Regions from separate parts of the Mus musculus genome. Here all the other regions are linked to region 3. The links are chromatin contacts, called in public ChIA-PET, Hi-C and HiChIP or PLAC-seq maps. All regions are on one chromosome and are shown on one strand. Each heading gives the region's core, a stretch centred on a gene start, on an enhancer-like site or on the middle of the called end of the contact. The rest is flanking DNA. Distances are from core to core; before and after follow the strand shown. Region 1 holds the start of Il2rb (interleukin 2 receptor, beta chain). Region 2 holds the start of Myh9 (myosin, heavy polypeptide 9, non-muscle). Region 3 holds the start of Ift27 (intraflagellar transport 27). Region 4 holds the start of Tmprss6 (transmembrane serine protease 6).

Region 1 (4,142 bases), core at 1,516-4,015, 320 kb after region 3:
GGAATCGCTCAGGCCCCAAGCAGGATAGAGACCAGCTCAAGACTTTTGCACATGACTTAAAACAGTGTTCAGTTTGAAAACACACATACACGCATGCATTCACGTACCTATGTATATGAGTCATAGACAGTCTATCAGGACAAGGACATTTGGATTCCATTCATTCCTGGGTCTCTGATCTCCAAATGAATACCTATCACAGGGCTACCAAGAGCACCCACTTCAGCCCTGAGGAGCATGGAAGGCAAGACCGTGGCCTGCCTTAGGTGGTTCTTGCAGTCCACATAAGCTGGTGGCTTTGGTCTGGACCTCTAAAAGCCTCCCTGGACTTGTCCTTCCCACATTGCACCCAAGGCTCCTGGTATCCCATTTCTCATTCTCTTTTCTGCTGGTTCTGTGGCACTCGCCCTGGTCTCCCCCATGAAGGAAGGACAATCTACCTTGGGTTGCCTTCCATCCCTCTGGCTTGTCACCTACCACACTGCCAAGGCAGTGTGCCCACTCCAAACCACTGACCTCGGAACACAGGAGGCCCTCAATAAATGTCATGCACTGAAGGGTTTGTGGGACAGCAAGTGATGGGTGGCGGCCCGGTGACAGTGTTTGCCGGGTATGTTCATCAAACACTGCCCAGGCCTTGTGCCCAGGCCCTCATACTTCCAGCTACTCTATGCTGCCTGGCAGCTCAGCAGCTATTTGGTGTCTTTGCTAGGCAGACAAGGAGACCAAGGATCCCAGGACCAAGTCTACGGAACTGGGGTTCCACCCCAGACCTCCCTTCCCTGGAAGATCAACTCCCCGCAGGTGCTTGGGTAGAAAGGGAGCCCTAACAGGTTCAGCCCAAGCAAGGGGCCTTCCACAGCCCCTTGTGAGCCCAACAGGATCTGAAGCACTCTACGTGTTCATTCAATAAGGCAGCAAGCCAGGTCGGACCCAGACATCTGAGCAGCCTCATGATGGCGTGGGGTTGGGGTGAGGGAGGGCATAACCCTGGGGGAGAGGAAGAGGAATGAAAGAGGCAAGATTATAGCCGGGCCACAAGCCACAGCCAAAAACAGAGAATGCCTAAGAAAAGGCACTCAAACCTGCTCCCCACCCCTGGCTGAAGAGGCACAAAAGCATCCACCCATCATGGACAGGGTTAGACGGAAGAGCATATGGAAGGTTCTGGAAGGGTCAGGCTGGGGGGCAGGGTAGCTTCAAGCAGTCATGGTGGTTGCAGCTTCCTTCGGCAAGAGGGAAACTGAATCTCTGGGAGACTAAGAAAACCACTCCAAAACCACACAGCACAAGGCCAGCCTCGGGCAGAGTGAGTACAGCCCAAGAATCTCAGAGTCCCAGGCACTGTCCCCCTGAGGCTCACCCACGTATGCCCTTCGCAACCACCAGACGTTCATCTCCCTGACTCATATATGTCTCCGCTGAGGCCCTGAAAAGGTCTGTCATCCCACAGACCCAGGCTGCTCTAACTGGGTCACCTGATTTCCAGTACAGTGGTGATGCTGACGGAGGAGGAGGGTCAGCCATGAGTGACAGTCGTGTCACACTCCCTGCGTCAGACTGACCCACACATGTCACAGAGAGGTCTCACAGCACAAGAGCAGGTTCTGTGACTGACTGCTCCTTCCCTATGGGAAGATCAGGGCCTAAAGCAGCCTGTTTCCCAGGATAAAGGTTCCAGTGCTGGGGCAGTCCAAGGCCTCACAGGTCTGTGAGGTACAGGGTCGACTGAGGGAGGACGGACGGCAAGCAAGAGCTTGTCTGTCAGATCTGGTGGCCTTTGACCTCAGAGATCCTTTCTCTGGCCACCTCTCCAGAGACACACACATTCACAAAGACACACACACACACACACACACACACACACACACCACTGTTCACCTCTTGCTGTTCAGTTCAGCTGAGGAGTGTGTGAAAGAAAGGGGACCTTCAAAGGTAGTTCTGCCTTCCTCAGCCACCCACCTTGGCCCTGAAGTACTGTAAACACAGCTAACGGTGGGAAGCTCCTACCTCAGGCAGCCTCGGAGACGGAGCCCCATGCCTGGCGATGTCCTTAACCTCTCTAGCCACTCGGTAATGTCAGAGACAAATCTAAGCTAGAACTCTACCTCTGACCTCCAGCCTAGGGCCCTCAGAAACCTGTCAATCAACATAGCTGACTGGACAGCCAGGTCCCAGGGGGAGATTCCTTCTCTCTTTCTCACTAAGGAGAATTCTCCAGGCTGAGATGAACTCCACAGGCGTCAGCGTTGAATCCCACCTGTCCCATACACGCCATGCCACCTCCCAATACTGACGAGCTACAAATCTTTTCCTCCACCCTTCTGGGCTAAGACATCCCCACACAGGATCCAGGGAAGTCCCTCCTAGCGAAAATGGCACACAGCTTCCCACAGAGTAGACTGGGAAGAAGCCACTGTGCCCTGACATTGGAAGGGGTTTATTCTTAAAGGAGAAACCATGACAGCCAGGCTACCCCCTTCCCCAGGGAATCCTAAGACAAGGTTAATCATCAAAGCCCAGATACAAACTACAAAGGGAACCAAGTTAGAGATGAGCGCCCCCTCCCAGCTCCCTGTCCCTTGGGAGGACCAGCAAGAGGTAGTGGGGTGCCCAGGGCTCCCAGGGGACCACACAGGGGCATCACCTGGCTGCAACATGGAGTTGTGTCGAGATGTTCCCTGCAGTCCTGCTGGAGGTTGGGTCCACGGCCATCTCCTGCTCCGCAGCTTAGGTAGCAGACAACAGCTAGGCCAGCAACAGACTGAAACCCAAGGCGAGCCCACTTCCTGTATAGAGGATGAGGGGCAAGGCCCAATGGGAGGTGGAGAGATGGGGGGTGATGAGGTAGCCTGAAACTCCACACACACCTAGCACTGATAAGATCTCCTCCTACGCCCAGGGGCAGCCACTGAATGTGGTGGCACACACGCTCACACAGTTACTGTGGTACAGGGACCTAGCTATGCACAGAACCTGAGGGGGCAGGCCCTTCTTTGCCTACTCTTCCCCGCTACATCTCACACATGCCACCCTAACACCATCGACTTCTGCTCACGCATGAGCACACACGCGCATGCACACACACACACACACACACACACACACACACACACACACATACATATGCTCACACCCTAACACCAAAGCCACCCACAGACACATCATCCCTCTAGGACCTAGAGTCTAGGTGTCCTCTTTGCTGATCTCCATTTTAGCCATCCCCCAGCCCCCGCTACATGCTGCCCTTTACTTCAGTCTCTGAGATGCCCTTTATTTAGGCTAGCATTCAAAGGTGACTGACTGGTTTTAAGGCTTGATAAGCAGTTTGATGGCCAATGAGTGGCCCTCCTATCACTTTCTTCCTTTCCGAGTTGTAAGTTCTAATCCTTCCTCTCTCGGTGAGATAGGGTGGCAGGGTTCAGTTCACGGCTTTTATTTTTAACAATGAAGTCACGAATTTCTCCGTAAATGAATGGGTGTTTATTTACATATTGTATCACAGGACCAGGGACTCCCCGTTTCTATCTCCCCTTCATCTTGGTTTTAATGCCAGGCTTGGGGAAATATGACAAGCTTCTGCCCTCTTGTGAAAAGAAGGGAGTTGTAAGAATTCTGTTCTCTGGACATAACAGCCATTACCATCTTCATCGGGGCAGCTGTAACTGCCACAAGAGAGCCACACGATTGGACCTGCTGATGTTCATCCCCTCACAAGAAGGGAAGAGAAGTAACAGGAACCCCTCCCCTGAGGTCCAGCTTTAGCGATGTGTAACTGAACTCAGGGGTACTTACACACTAGAGAGGATAGGTTAGCCAAAGAAGAAGTGACTCCATCTATACAACTATGGGGATGCCATCATCCATGCTCAGCTGTGACTTCCCAGTAACATAGTTGCTTGGGGGGGTGGTCACCCAAACTGATGTAAGCAACCCCTTACTCCATAAATGTGCACAAGAAACTCACTAGCTCACCAAGCTAGACTTCAGTGGAGCTGTTTCTTGCTCTGTCGTTGGTGCCCTGTCTGGGATATGGAGGGACGTATGCACACACACAAAATCCCCAGGACTCTGGGGATGCTGGAGAGTGAAATCAAGAACCCTAAAAAGAGAATTGAGACAAGCCAGGAAAGGAGGTATGT
Region 2 (4,303 bases), core at 1,727-4,226, 330 kb before region 3:
ACATGCACCCTTCCTTCCACAAGAGCGTAGTTGCCTCATCTCCAAACCCTTTGGTTAAAAAGTTCAAAAAACTTAAAAAATAATAAAATAGAAAAACAAGAAAACCAGGCCTTTCTTTCCTCTCCCCTCTCCTGCCCTTCAGACCAGCAGCCCCACTGTGAGTCCCTGACTCTCTCCCCCCTCTTCTCCTGCCCTTCAGACCAGCAGCCCCAGCCTGGTCTACAAAGTTCCAGGACAGCCAGGGCTATACAGAGAAACCCTGTCTCAAAAAAAAAACAAAAAACAAAAAACAGACCAGCGGCCCCATTATGAGTCCCTTACTCTCTGCTTCCCTTCCCCACCCAGGGCTAGATGATACTTCCCAACCCAAGTTGCTAATGCTAGTTTGAGGGGAACCTGGCTCTGCCCACCTCCCCGGCCGTCTAAAACCTGCTGAGTGCAGTAGGAGCAAAGCTCTGGGGTGTCACCCACACAGCAAGCACACTGCCTCTCAAACTACACTCAGCAATCCCTCGATGCTTTTAACTACTCCCCAATTATCCACTAAATGACTCCCCACTTTCCTTCACCACGCGTTTGCCTCGGTTTGCCAAGCCTGAAATGTCTTCCTTCCTCATGGTGGTTTCCCTGCTTGCCCTGGACAGCAGTGGCCCCCTGAGCCTAGGAATTCCTTGAGTCCTTTGTCTGTGGCTAGTTTGGGACACAGCACAAGCTGTCTTTGTATCTTAGTCTACCACTCCACTCTTTAATGCCTTCAAATTTCCCCAGAACACAAGTCTCTTCAGGAGGCCAGCAGGCTCTCCCAGGGTAGCCCAATGCCTCACAGTACCTTTCTGGGGTTCCTGATATCTCCCCTTCACACTAGTCACTGGTTTGTCTCAGAGTGCCGGTGAGCAGGGGCCAGGTCTTACTCAATTCACACCCACCCCACCCCGCCCCCACACACACCACCTGGCAAAGTCCCTGGCAGAAGCCCGGTTAAATATTTGCTCAATTACACATCTATAGGCCCTTCCCCCCTACCCCCACCTATAACAACCTGGTATATAAATTGACTGATATTGAGTGATTGTCTACACGGGGCTTCAAGCAAATTGCCTCCTTAATAGAAAGGGAGGGAGGCCTCCAGGTGAAGTTATCAGCTTGGACTCTAGACAGTGGAGTCAGAAATGGCTACAATGTTTCTGTGAACAAGTTACCTTTTATTTATTTATTTATTTATTTATTTATTTATTTTTGCTGTTTCAAAAAGCTTTATTTTCACTTGGTCAAGGCTTAGGAGGGGCTCCGGGGCGGGTTACAGATCTGCCTAGTGGCTTGAGAGTTCTAGATGGAGGTCCTGAGATTGACTGGCTGGCATACAGCAGAGGAGGGAGTCCTTTGGGAGGCAGAAACCTCCTAAGTCGTGCTTGAGAGTGAGCCACTCTTAGAGATACTTGGGCCAGTCTGCGTTGGCTAAAAAATACGGAACTCAATGCATTTGCGTGTCATCCTTACGCAGAGGCCATGCTAATCTGTATCGTTCCAATTTTGGTATAGGTGCTGCTGTAGGAAGCACGCAAGTTACTTTGAAATCTTGCTAATCCAGAAAACCGCTCAGAGAACTGAGAACTCGATGGACCTCCCTGTAGCCCAGCCGAGGCAGCCTCCGGGTCTCCAAGACCTGGGACTTCCCAGGGACCTTTTCCCTAACACCGCTGGGTGGGGCCTTAGGCACCCGCCCGAGCCCACCCAGCCTTCAGTTTCACTACAGCCCGCAAGCAAGTCATAGAGGGTACTTGACTCAGTTTGCCTGGGAGAGATGGGGACCCGGAGGAGCGGGGTGCAGCTCCTGCCTTAGGCGTGGCTCCAGAACAGGATGAGGTGAAGACCCTAGTGCAAGGAAGTGGGGGATGTCTTCAAAACTCCGCCTCTCATCAAACATAAAAGATGCGGCTGCCCGGCCTGGTCTTAAAGTCAGGGCCAGCTCCCAGAGACTGGCCCGGGCGTGGCGTCCCAAGGTGCGGTGGAAATCAGGTGCACGCCTGCCCGGGCGACGGGGCAGCTGCCGGCAGACCCAGGCCTTCTGACCTCGGGCAATAGAAATCCAAGGTTGAATGAGGTCAGACGGGGGGGTTCTTTTCCTGCGCCCTGAGCCCCTCGGCAGCTGGGACCCCTTTTCCCACGCACTCTGAGTACCTCTCCCCGCCCCCTCCCGGCCCAAGGGCTGACGGACAAATGAGGAAGTCCGCAGCGGACGGCGGAAACCGTGCCGGGCGCAATGTCTGCGGCGGGACCGACCGATCCTGACTCAGGAGGACGCCCTGACAGCTGCCAAGCGGTCCTCGCCTGCCCGTTACCTCCCTTTGCCAAACTTACAAAGGAGCTGCTGCCCCGTGCCCACGAACGCATCCGGCCGGCTCGGCCGAGATCTCCGGGACTGCTGCGTCCCGGAAGGGGTTAAAAAGTTTGCCGGAGCTGGCCGTCGGGGAGGCGGGAGTGCAGAGGCGACAGGAGCAGGCCGAGCTCCCAGTGCCCCGACCGGGAAGGGCATCCTGTAGGGCCGGGGACTGCGTCCCCCGGTTCCCTAACCCCGAGGCCTCGCTGCCTATCACCCCTCGGGTGAGGATGCGGAGTCCGGTCGCACCCGACCGCGCTGAAACCCGCCACGCGGAGGCCGAGAACCACAGGGCCGTCCGCCCCAAAGGACTCGAGTCTTGTCGCCGCGCGCGCGCGCTCGGCAGCTCCGGGGCGGGACATACCGGCAAAGCTCGCTCACCTGAACCTGGGTCTGCCCGGGGAACAGGCGCTGGTTCTTCCGAGTGGACTTTCTCGAGCGCTCGGGCGGCGCGGCGGGGTGGGGCGAACGCGAGACTGGAAGCTGCAGCAGGTCAGGTTCTTGAGCCTTCCGTGCCCTGCCCAGGAACCGCGGTGATCTGCGCGCCTCACCGCACCCAGCTCTGGTGCGCGCCGCCCTCCCTGCCCCGCCCTTCCAAGAGGAGGGCGGGTCTACAGCTCGCCGCCGGCTCGTGGGTGGAGCTTCCAAGAGTCCCCGCCCTCTCCCCACACTGCCCAATCCAACAGGAGTCTGGCCTAAACTGACAGATTTTCGGCCTATAAACAGACAAGAGATGGAAGCCGGAGTGCTGAGATTCATCCTCCCCATCTGTCCCCACCTCCGCCCACCCCACCTTCCACCCGCGCTTCCTAGGCGGGAGCCACGCCTTGTTGGGCGGGTCCAATGGACAGCCAGGTTACAGGACCAGGATTGACGCGGATTTCATCCAATCAGAAGCAAGCGGCTCAGGCGCGCTGGGCTCCTGGTCCCGGCTCTGGTGTGCAGCTTGGGCCGCGCCGGGGCCGGAGGGAGCGTACTGGGGAGGTCTGAGGCTCTGACACTCCGCCCAGCGAACCGTGTTTTCCCTTCGTCCTGTCCTACCAGGAGAACAGATATTAAGTACCATATATGGGAAAAGTGGTATTTTACATAATTATGATGGCTGTGGGGGCGGTCATGGCTTCAACCCTGCATTCCGTGTGGGCGTCCTGAGTTCGATTTTGGAGCCTGCTCGCGGCTGTCCTCCAACCTCTGAACCTTTGCTCTGGCTAGTACCTCTGCCTGGAATGCAGTCTAAGCCACTCTTAACCTTTGAATAATTAACTCACACACATCTCAGATATTTGTCACTAAATTATTTTAAGGGTAGATTTCATTTGTTTTATTTTGGTTACTAACCACGAGAGGATTTTTTTTTTCATTTAAAAAAATGTACTTTGCCATTAATCTATCAGGAATTTGTCCACGCATTATTTTCTGCCCAAATTGTCCGTTTCCGAGTTGTGTCCATTGATCTATGTGGTCGATCCTGCAGCACGTCAATGCTTTCAAATGGCTTTATGAAGGCAAATTTCTCGTCATTGCTCTTAACTGTTGGAATGTTCTTGCTAACACAGTTAAAATGATCCTTCCATATAAACTTCAGGGAAAACTTACATTCTGAAGCCAAAAAGCAGCTAAAGAAAGAAAGAGATTTTGCAGCCCAGATGACCAGTGATTGCTACCCACATTACAGCAAAGACTGCTTCCCAGTTGATAAGAAAAATTTAAAAAATTTTTAAAAGGCTGAACCATCCAGGGGTTGTGGGTGGTATACCAGAACTCAAGAGGTCTGAGGTAGGAGGGGGAGTTCAAGACTAGCCTGAACTACACAGACAAGCAGTTCAAAGGTGTGAAATATATAAAGCCAATAATTACTTTTAAAACTAATCATCAAGAGACTGGAGATGTACGGGCAGTGGTGGCCCATGCCTTTAACCCCAGCAC
Region 3 (4,264 bases), core at 449-2,948:
CTTACCCATGCAGAAGCTGAACACTGTCCAAAGCAACAGAGCTGGGCAAGGACTGGCTGCTTTTGTTACACCACACTGCCTCCCCTGGCACCCTGAGAACTACAGATTCTCTGCAGAGCCTGGCTTCCTTCTGCTGCACTAGGGTCTGAGTGACAACCTGTCACTCATGTCTATGCATGACGCTTTCATTTTCAAATTAGAAAAGTCATCACGGGTACCGTTCCCCTCCATTCCCTGCCCCCCCTTCTTACTCGGTAGAATAAAGATCAAAAGACACCCCTGCTAATCTTTGGATTACAAAGAAGAATCACGGAAGAGACAAGCCTCTGGACATGCCTGTAAGAAGTGTTCTAGTTTAGATTAAGGCGGGAAGGCCCGCCCCCAAAGGTGAGTGGCACCACTCTACAGGCTGGAGCCCCTGACTGAATAAAAGGGAGAAAGAGAGCTGAGAGCCAAGGCTCATGCTCCATTTCCTGACTGTTGACTTAACGTGGCCAGCCTGCCTCCCAGTCTTGCCACCATGCCTTCCTCACCATGATGGGCAGTCCTCTGGACCCGTGAGCACAATAAACTCCCAACTTCCGGTCCAGTAAGTTGTCACAATAAGAAGTAGCCAACACTCCTGACCCACAGGCAGAAGTCAGGCGAATCTGGGAATGGGGTGTACGACTTCCACTGGGGGTTCACCCATGGCAACACCACTCAGGGCTTCGGTCACATCAGGTCACATCACAGAAGCTACCTGGGGGCGCTGTGGCAAAAGGGTTAAATGAAATACCCCCACATGACACTGGCTGCAGTGTCGCCTCGGTAGACACATGTGCTCAGCTGTCAACCAGACTACAAGCTAAGCATATAGGCTTCCGAATGTTCAGACTGGCTCAAGGCAAGCCCACGAGTGTGAGCACCACCAGATCACTCTGTATATATCTATATAATACTCATCCACACTCTGGGCACTGTGCAGGCTATTTCCCTGACAGTCAACAATAATAAACATCTTACTTCCGGGGAATCTCTAAGTTAATGCTCTCAGATGCGCCACCCCATCTTCCTGACATCAGAGTGAGTGGGACCAGCAACGCTGACCCCTGACAAGTCCATGCTTGTACTTCGCTCAAGTTTGTTAAGTCTATCTGGTGAAGGTAGTCTCAAAATATGGGAGGGAGACCGGGACACAGCTGCATCTACAAATGTGCCCTAGGGGTGGGGGGAGTGTCCTGTGGAGCCCATTCCCCCGCCCCGCGCGCCTTCTAGAATCTGCTGTTGGTCACTACAGCCATTCCTAAGGGAGACAGAGAGTGGACGCGATGGTGAACCAAAACCGCCCGAGTTAGGACGGCTAGGGCTCTGGGGACCACGCGTTCAAACACATATAGCACTCACCTGCCAGGATGCATTTGGCAGCTAGCTTCACCATAGTAACCAGGTACTAGCGGAGACGTGGGGGTGGGGGACGCTGAAAGGGGGTTAGGATTCGGGGACAGCTGACACCAGGGCCTGAGGCCGTGATGGAGGGATGGATGATGGCCCGGGTGCTAGGGTTGGGTGGACGGAGGGCTTCAGGCCCCAGGCAGCCTGCAAAGGTTCCGGTGGGGCGGAGCAGAACCCGTTCCAAGTCCAGCCTTAGACCCGGCCCAAAGAAGAGTTGAGACACAACCACTAGTCCTCTGGTCCCAAGAGTCGCGCCAAACAGGCTCCTGGCAACCATCATCAACCCGCCTTCTCCCTCCATATTGTCTCCTGATTGGTTGCTCTCAAAAGCTCGGAGACCCCAGGCACCCAATAGAAGAAGGAGGCGGGGAAAACCGGTTCCCTTCGCGGAACAAAGCGGAGAGGTTTCTGCTCTTTAACTGCTCTCAGCTTGGCCAATGGCTTTAGATGCTGTCAATCACCGCTGGGCACCGCCTAGCGTCTCTGGAGACGCAGCCCAACCAGGATGCAGCCGGAGGCGGGAATTAATGGGGCTTTCTGATTGGCCAGAGCATGGCTTTAACCATCGCGAAGAGTTTGGGATTCGCTGCACCTTGCCCCTTCTTCCTGGGAATGGATTCGCCCACACTGAGAGGGGTGACGCCGCTGAAATGGCGCCTGCGCAGTAAAGGAAGCTGCTGTCGCGGGTCCTGGATGTTATTGGTATCTTTCCCCGACCCCGGGTGCAAAGAACATTTGGAGACCTAACCTTTGCTTCACGTCCAGAATCGAAATGCCATCTTTAAAGCCCAAGCATGTTATGAACCCTAAAAACTGAAATAGCGGGGAGGGAAAAATGTGCAACGTTGAGCAGTGAGGAAGACAGGAAGGCCCTGCATGCTTGCACAGCAAACAACTGCGGACAGCACCCGTGCTGTGCACCTTCCGGAAGGGGGAAAGAGCGAGGTCCTGATGGAAACTCACACAGTATATCCATATGTAACTATATATCACTTTATGTTATGTATCAGTTAAATTAAACTAAAATCTAAAATAGGCCTAATTTGACGTGATATCTTAATGGATGGGAGGACACGCCTCTCTCAGTCGGATTCCTCTGTTATGGGTGAATGGATGCTATCCTGGTGTTGCCCCTCATGAGGGGAGGGTGGGTAAATGCCACCTGACTTTCCTGGGAGCCCCTCTTGCTTTGCCACTAAGTGGGATATGGCTCTGCAAGGCATGTAACCTCTGGAACTCTGAAGATAGAAACCAACTCATGGGTACAGGAAGTAGGCGAGTGTCCATGCATCGGGGCGTTGTTACTGTAGCAAAACACCGGAGAGAAACTATTTAAAGGAGGAAAGGTTTAGTTTGGCCATTTGGTTGACCATCATAACAACAACAGCATATAAGCATATAGCCACCTCATGTTGGGAAAGGAAGAAATAGTTCCCAGGATATGCCCCCAAAGTCACATTCTCTTTCAACTAGGTTCCATTTCCCAGGCACCTCCCCATAGCCCATCACATTAGGTACCTGTGATGGTTTGTATATGCTCTGCCCAGGGAGGGGCACTATTAGAAGGTGTGGCCCTGTTGGAGTAGGAGTGTCACTGTGGGTGTGGGCTTTAAGACTCTCATCCTAGCTGCCTGGAAGTCAGTCTACCGCTAGCAGCCTTCAGATGAAGATGTAGAACTCTCAGCTCCTCCTGCACCATGGCTGCCTGGATGCTGCCCTGCTTCCACCTTGATGATAATGGACTAAACCTGGGAACCTGTAATCTAGCCCCAATTAAATATTGTCCTTATAATACTTGCCTTGGTCATGGTGTCTGTTCACAGCAGTAAAATCCCTAACTAAGACAGTACCCATCAATGGATCTGTAGTCCACTGATGAATGAAGTCAGAGATTCATCACTTCCCCTAAAAGCCTTAGTTCTGATCACCCCCTGCTCTGGGAGCCAGGCTCTCCACACACACGTCTTTGGAGTGTGGTGGGGTGTGTGTCCACCATGCTGGCTCAGCACTGCTGCTGTAGGTTGGCCAGGGGAAGTTCTCCACCCCACTGCTGCTTTCTCAACGTTTACTGGGTCCCAGGATTCTGATCTCGAACATTTAGAGAGGCACCGTCTCTCTGCAAAGATGCCTGTATCAGGAGGAACTGGTAGAGCTAGTGCTGCCTCGGAGTTACCCAGGATCCCCTAGGAACCCTTGTCTATGCTTCTGTAACAAACCCCTGTAATCTGATTGGTTTGCCACACTGGCAAACATGGGTAGGGTTTCTCTGGTCTGTCTGTCCTGTCTGGATGAAGAGGTGTTTCTCTGGAAATGTCAGGTGGTGCCTTCTTTGAGGAATTCATTCCATAGATATTCAGAGAGTACTAAGCACAGGGGGGTGGGGGGGGGCGGAGCCAACAAGCCCAGCTGAGAGGCAGGTGACTGAGAAGAGTGTCCATAGATATTTGGAATCAATGTTGGGTAAGGGAAGATTTAGGGCAGGACCACAGATGCCCTCATGCTATGACCCTTGAGCTCTCTGGGCACCCTGAGCAATTCCACTGTACCCTAACATGCAAGTAGCCATTCTTAGGTGGTCCTGGGGCTGCTATATTTTTCCTTGAGAACTTCCCTACCCCAGGGCCTTTACACGTAATGTTCCTAGCATGGCTGCAGAGCTCTGTTCCCCATGACTTTCAGCTCGAAGCCCCAGTGGCATGTCCCTAGCCGTCCATCCCTAGCCATTCAATGGAAAGACTTTCTTTCCATTTGGCAGCTTGACCTTGCTTTACTGTACTGTCTTCCTGGCCTTGGCCACTGGTGGAAAGGATGTGCCAGGGTGCTTTGCAGA
Region 4 (3,696 bases), core at 481-2,980, 290 kb after region 3:
CAAGCAAAACGGGGCAGTCTTTGTTCTCCTGCACCTCTGAGGCAGGCATCTCTGGGAGCCCAGCTCAGGGTGTTTCCCTCAAATGAAGTGGCCGCTGGGTGGAGCAATGGGGCGACCATGTATCCAGGCACTGAGCCTCTTCCTCATCTCATTGCCTGTGGGAAGTAGGGCTCCGTGGCTTAGATCCAGAAAGGATGCTGAGTCTGCCTCTAACCCCTCACCTCTGTGACTGGATGTCACCCCATTTTATTAGAGCTCTCATAGAGATACGCTGGATATGGGGGTGGGGGTCACAGTGAATACAGAGCTCCCACCTCCATCTTCTGTACCCACGAGGATGACCACACCACAGCTTTTGCTATTAGACAATGGCTTGAATTTTCCCGAAGCCCAGTCCATCATAAAAATGGTACCTTCCTGAGAAGGTACCGCACTGAGAACCCACAGCCTTCCTGTGCAGCCCAGACCAGCCTTGGACTCAAAAGTCGCTCCCCACCCCCCCATCAGTGCAACTGACCAGGTGGGTGTGCTCTCTGACCCATGCATAATGTGGAGACCCTTGAAGGACACAATCTTCTCCCCTGGTAGACTGGGCAACAGCTCTGCACCCTCTTCCACCCTCTTGACAGTGGAGAGCCTTGTCCACCCTCTGCGGGCTGAGCTCACAGGTAGCACAGTGGAGATCTGGATTTGACCACAGTGTGAGAGTTCCACTCCAGTCATGGACTGCACGGCAACACACAAGCCCATTTCACCTCCAGCAACCTTGGCTGTTTGCTTCAATGTCTCCTCCTTTTAGTGGTTGGTGAATCAAAAGTCCTGGGAGATGAATTCCCTAAGACTGGCAGAAGGCCCAAGTCGGGACTCTGACCCAAGGACATGGGAAGTACATCTTGGCACTTAGCGGAAGCCCTGCTGTGAACCACTGAAGCTAGGGGCCTGAGTGTGAGCCATGGGGAAGGGATGGTTAGGAGCTCTGGCCACACACATGACCCATGTGCACCCACCTCCAGATGTGTAGAGATGGAGATGCATGCATGCGCGCACGCACATACAGGCACGAACACATGAATACACGTACACATACCTGCACACACACATGCACACACACACACACACACACACACACACACCAGCTCCAGGCTACAAGCCAAGAGTCCTGTGTGTAGATCCCACATGGATACAGATTAGGGCTTGGGCTCTCTCTTGCTCTCCAGAAAGCCTGGGATGTGAAGTTGTATATGAAATGAGAAATTAGGCAACCAGGTCCATACACTGGGCCTCCCCTTTCTCTGCACACCCGAATCGCAGGCCACCGGGTCCCTGGAAGCCCTCTGGTACCCTGCACCCTCAGCTGCGCTAGGTTCGCTCCACCTAACCTTCCCCAACAGCAGCTTGGTGCACCCTGTGGCCTCTATGCCAGGTCACTCTGGCCGAGGAGCCCCTGCAAGCCGTTCAAAGGCCTAGTCACCAGGCTATTGACCAGAGATCCTGGTTCTCTGTCCCAGAGGCCCCTGCTTACCTTCAAGAGTGGAAGGTAGGTGCCGGGCCTGCACACAGGCCTGGAGGCCTCTGTTTATCCAGGCCAAGGTCTTTCCACCCCCAACTGGCCAGCTTAGGTTGGATCAATGGCCTGGAGCCATGGCTGGGGTGTCTGGCCCTTGTCCCTTGTGGCCTGTGGCCCCAAGTTCCATGGGCCTCTCCTGTCAGGTCCAGGGCGACAATGAAACTGAACACAGGTAAACAGGCAGGAGGCAGGAGGCAAGTAGTTAGTGCCCGCCTCTCTAACCCCGCCCTGCCCCATGGGTGCCCAGGGGGCTGGACCTGCAGGAGCAGGAGACCTGAGCTCTCCCCCGGGGCCTGTTGCTTGGTGATATTCCTGCCTGGTTACAGCCCCTGGTCCCCTAACAGGGTGAATGGGAAACTGCAGAGGCAGATTCAGGTGAGAACAGGGGCTCACACAGCTGACACTGGCCAGAAAGTCCTGGGCCCGTGACTTCTGGGGATAGGAGAGAAGTGGGCCGGGGGAGAGGTGCACTTGACACTCTCTTCCATGAATCTAGGAATTACTGGTATTCTACAAAACCCTGCTGTCCACTGGCCACACATGTCCCTTGGACATGAAATAGAGCCAGAATGAGCAGAGATGGGCTCTTAGGTAAGACACGTTCCAGATCATGAGCAAGAAAAACAACATTATGAACTAACCAGTAACCCCCTGGAGCTCATGTCTCTAGCTGCATATGAATCAGAAAATGGCCTAGTTGGCCATCAGTGGAAAGAGAGGCCCATTAGTCGTGCAAACTTTATATGCCTCATTCCAGGAGAACGACAGGGCCAAGAAGTGAGAGTGGGTGGGTGGGGGAGTGGGTGGGGGAGTGTGTTGGGGACTTTTGGGATAGCATTGGAAATGTAAATGAAATAAATACCCAAGAAAAATAAATAAATAAAAAAAAAGTCAGTCGTTGCATTGCTCATTTGGGTACTGATTGCAGATTGAAATGTTAGCTTGGCTGCTCTCTTGGGCTAGAGGAGCTGTGCAAAGATGAGTCCCACCTACTTTTCTGTGTTTTGATGGGATCTAGAAAACTGAGGCGACAAGCGAGGCTCATGTTAGAATTAGATGGGACAGTGCTGCTGCAGAGGGACTGAGTCTCACCCAGACACGTGATCACCATGTAGCAGCTGGAGACTGGGGAGCGAGGAAAGAGAGTGTGCAAGCTGGGAAGGAAAGGATGGACCCTCACAGGGTCAAGGGTCAGACCTACAAGTTTGGGCAAGGGCCCAAGCAAGAGCTGTCAGGGCATGATGGTAAGGAGAGCTACCGGCCAGGTCACATGGTGTGAGCCAGGGGTTCCTGTAGAGAACTGTGTGTGAATTTGAGGCTCAGTGTGCTGTGAACATGTGTTTCCCCATGTGTGTGCGTGTGTGTGTGTGTGTGTGTTGGTGCGTGCACACCAGGCATGTAGGAAATATGTGTACAGTGTAGAGTATATGTGTGGACAGATGATGTATGTTAAGAATGTATATCTGGGGCGTGTAAAAATCAAATGGATGATAGCCATGCCTGTAGGGTGGAGTGGGTCTGTGTAGGCCGTGGAGCGTGGGGATCTGCGTGTGAGCGTAAGTGGGTATGTGCCTGTCCACAGAGTGAGACGGACATGGGTTGTGAGGCACAGATGGAGCAAGAGATGTGCACGGGGCGTGAGGGGCAGTATGGGAAGCTATGGAGGGTGAACTGAGTGTGGAGAGAGTGTGAAGAAATGCCTGCTCTGAGATGCCGGCAGCATGGTCAGTGGACATAGGCCATTCTGGGCTAGAGGAAGCAGGGTGGATCCCTGGCCCCAAGTCATGATCCCTGGATGTTTCATTGGCGCCATTAGCCCTGTCTGGGCCAACAAGAAAACGGTTCGTGAAAGCCTAGCATGGTGGGAATGGAAAGGTCTTGTAGCTGGGTATGACTCAGCGTGAAGGTGGCTCTCCTTACTGTCCCCTGACAGCCCTGTCTGGGTCCTTGTCTGAACATGTGGGCCTGACCCTTGACCTGTGAGGGTCCATTCTTCCCTCAACACGAATTCCCAGCCCAGTACCTTCTCCTCACTCTCTCCCAATCTCCAGCTTCCACACTGCAAACTAGGAACAGGAGCTCAGGATGGGAATGAAGTCCATATACCACTGGGACACAGGCACCCTGAG

Evidence for each region. A called contact is a pair of places that touch in the nucleus more often than the background predicts. ChIA-PET counts read pairs in DNA pulled down with a chosen protein or histone mark. HiChIP or PLAC-seq counts read pairs in DNA pulled down with a chosen protein or histone mark.
Region 1: an RNA polymerase II ChIA-PET map of memory CD8 T cells shows a contact between it and region 3, with 27 read pairs. The contact joins the promoter of Il2rb here to the promoter of Ift27 in region 3. A contact is called at or near these places in 1 of 39 promoter capture datasets (the C10 cell line), 2 of 115 datasets of contacts at active chromatin or transcription factors (bone marrow-derived macrophages and memory CD8 T cells) and 2 of 9 other capture datasets (adipose tissue and pancreatic islet).
Region 2: a Hi-C map of Th1 cells shows a contact between it and region 3, with 5 times the contacts expected there. The contact joins the promoter of Myh9 here to the promoter of Ift27 in region 3. A contact is called at or near these places in 1 of 484 Hi-C or Micro-C datasets (Th1 cells), 1 of 115 datasets of contacts at active chromatin or transcription factors (pancreatic cancer cells) and 1 of 9 other capture datasets (adipose tissue).
Region 4: an H3K4me3 HiChIP or PLAC-seq map of bone marrow-derived macrophages shows a contact between it and region 3, with 7 times the contacts expected there. The contact joins the promoter of Tmprss6 here to the promoter of Ift27 in region 3. A contact is called at or near these places in 2 of 115 datasets of contacts at active chromatin or transcription factors (bone marrow-derived macrophages and memory CD8 T cells) and 1 of 9 other capture datasets (pancreatic islet).

The regions. Positions count from the first base shown.
Region 1 is chr15:78,492,301-78,496,442 of GRCm38.p6, forward strand. Il2rb (interleukin 2 receptor, beta chain) reads right to left here and starts at 2,766. Exons shown (of 10, transcript NM_008368.4): 1 at 2,648-2,766.
Region 2 is chr15:77,839,199-77,843,501 of GRCm38.p6, forward strand. Myh9 (myosin, heavy polypeptide 9, non-muscle) reads right to left here and starts at 2,977. Exons shown (of 41, transcript NM_022410.3): 1 at 2,759-2,977. It also overlaps the pseudogene Gm22107.
Region 3 is chr15:78,172,383-78,176,646 of GRCm38.p6, forward strand. Ift27 (intraflagellar transport 27) reads right to left here and starts at 1,699. Exons shown (of 7, transcript NM_025931.3): 1 at 1,387-1,699. The coding sequence starts at 1,420.
Region 4 is chr15:78,466,904-78,470,599 of GRCm38.p6, forward strand. It overlaps Tmprss6 (transmembrane serine protease 6), which reads right to left and starts at 1,731. Exons shown (of 18, transcript NM_027902.2): 1 at 1,523-1,731.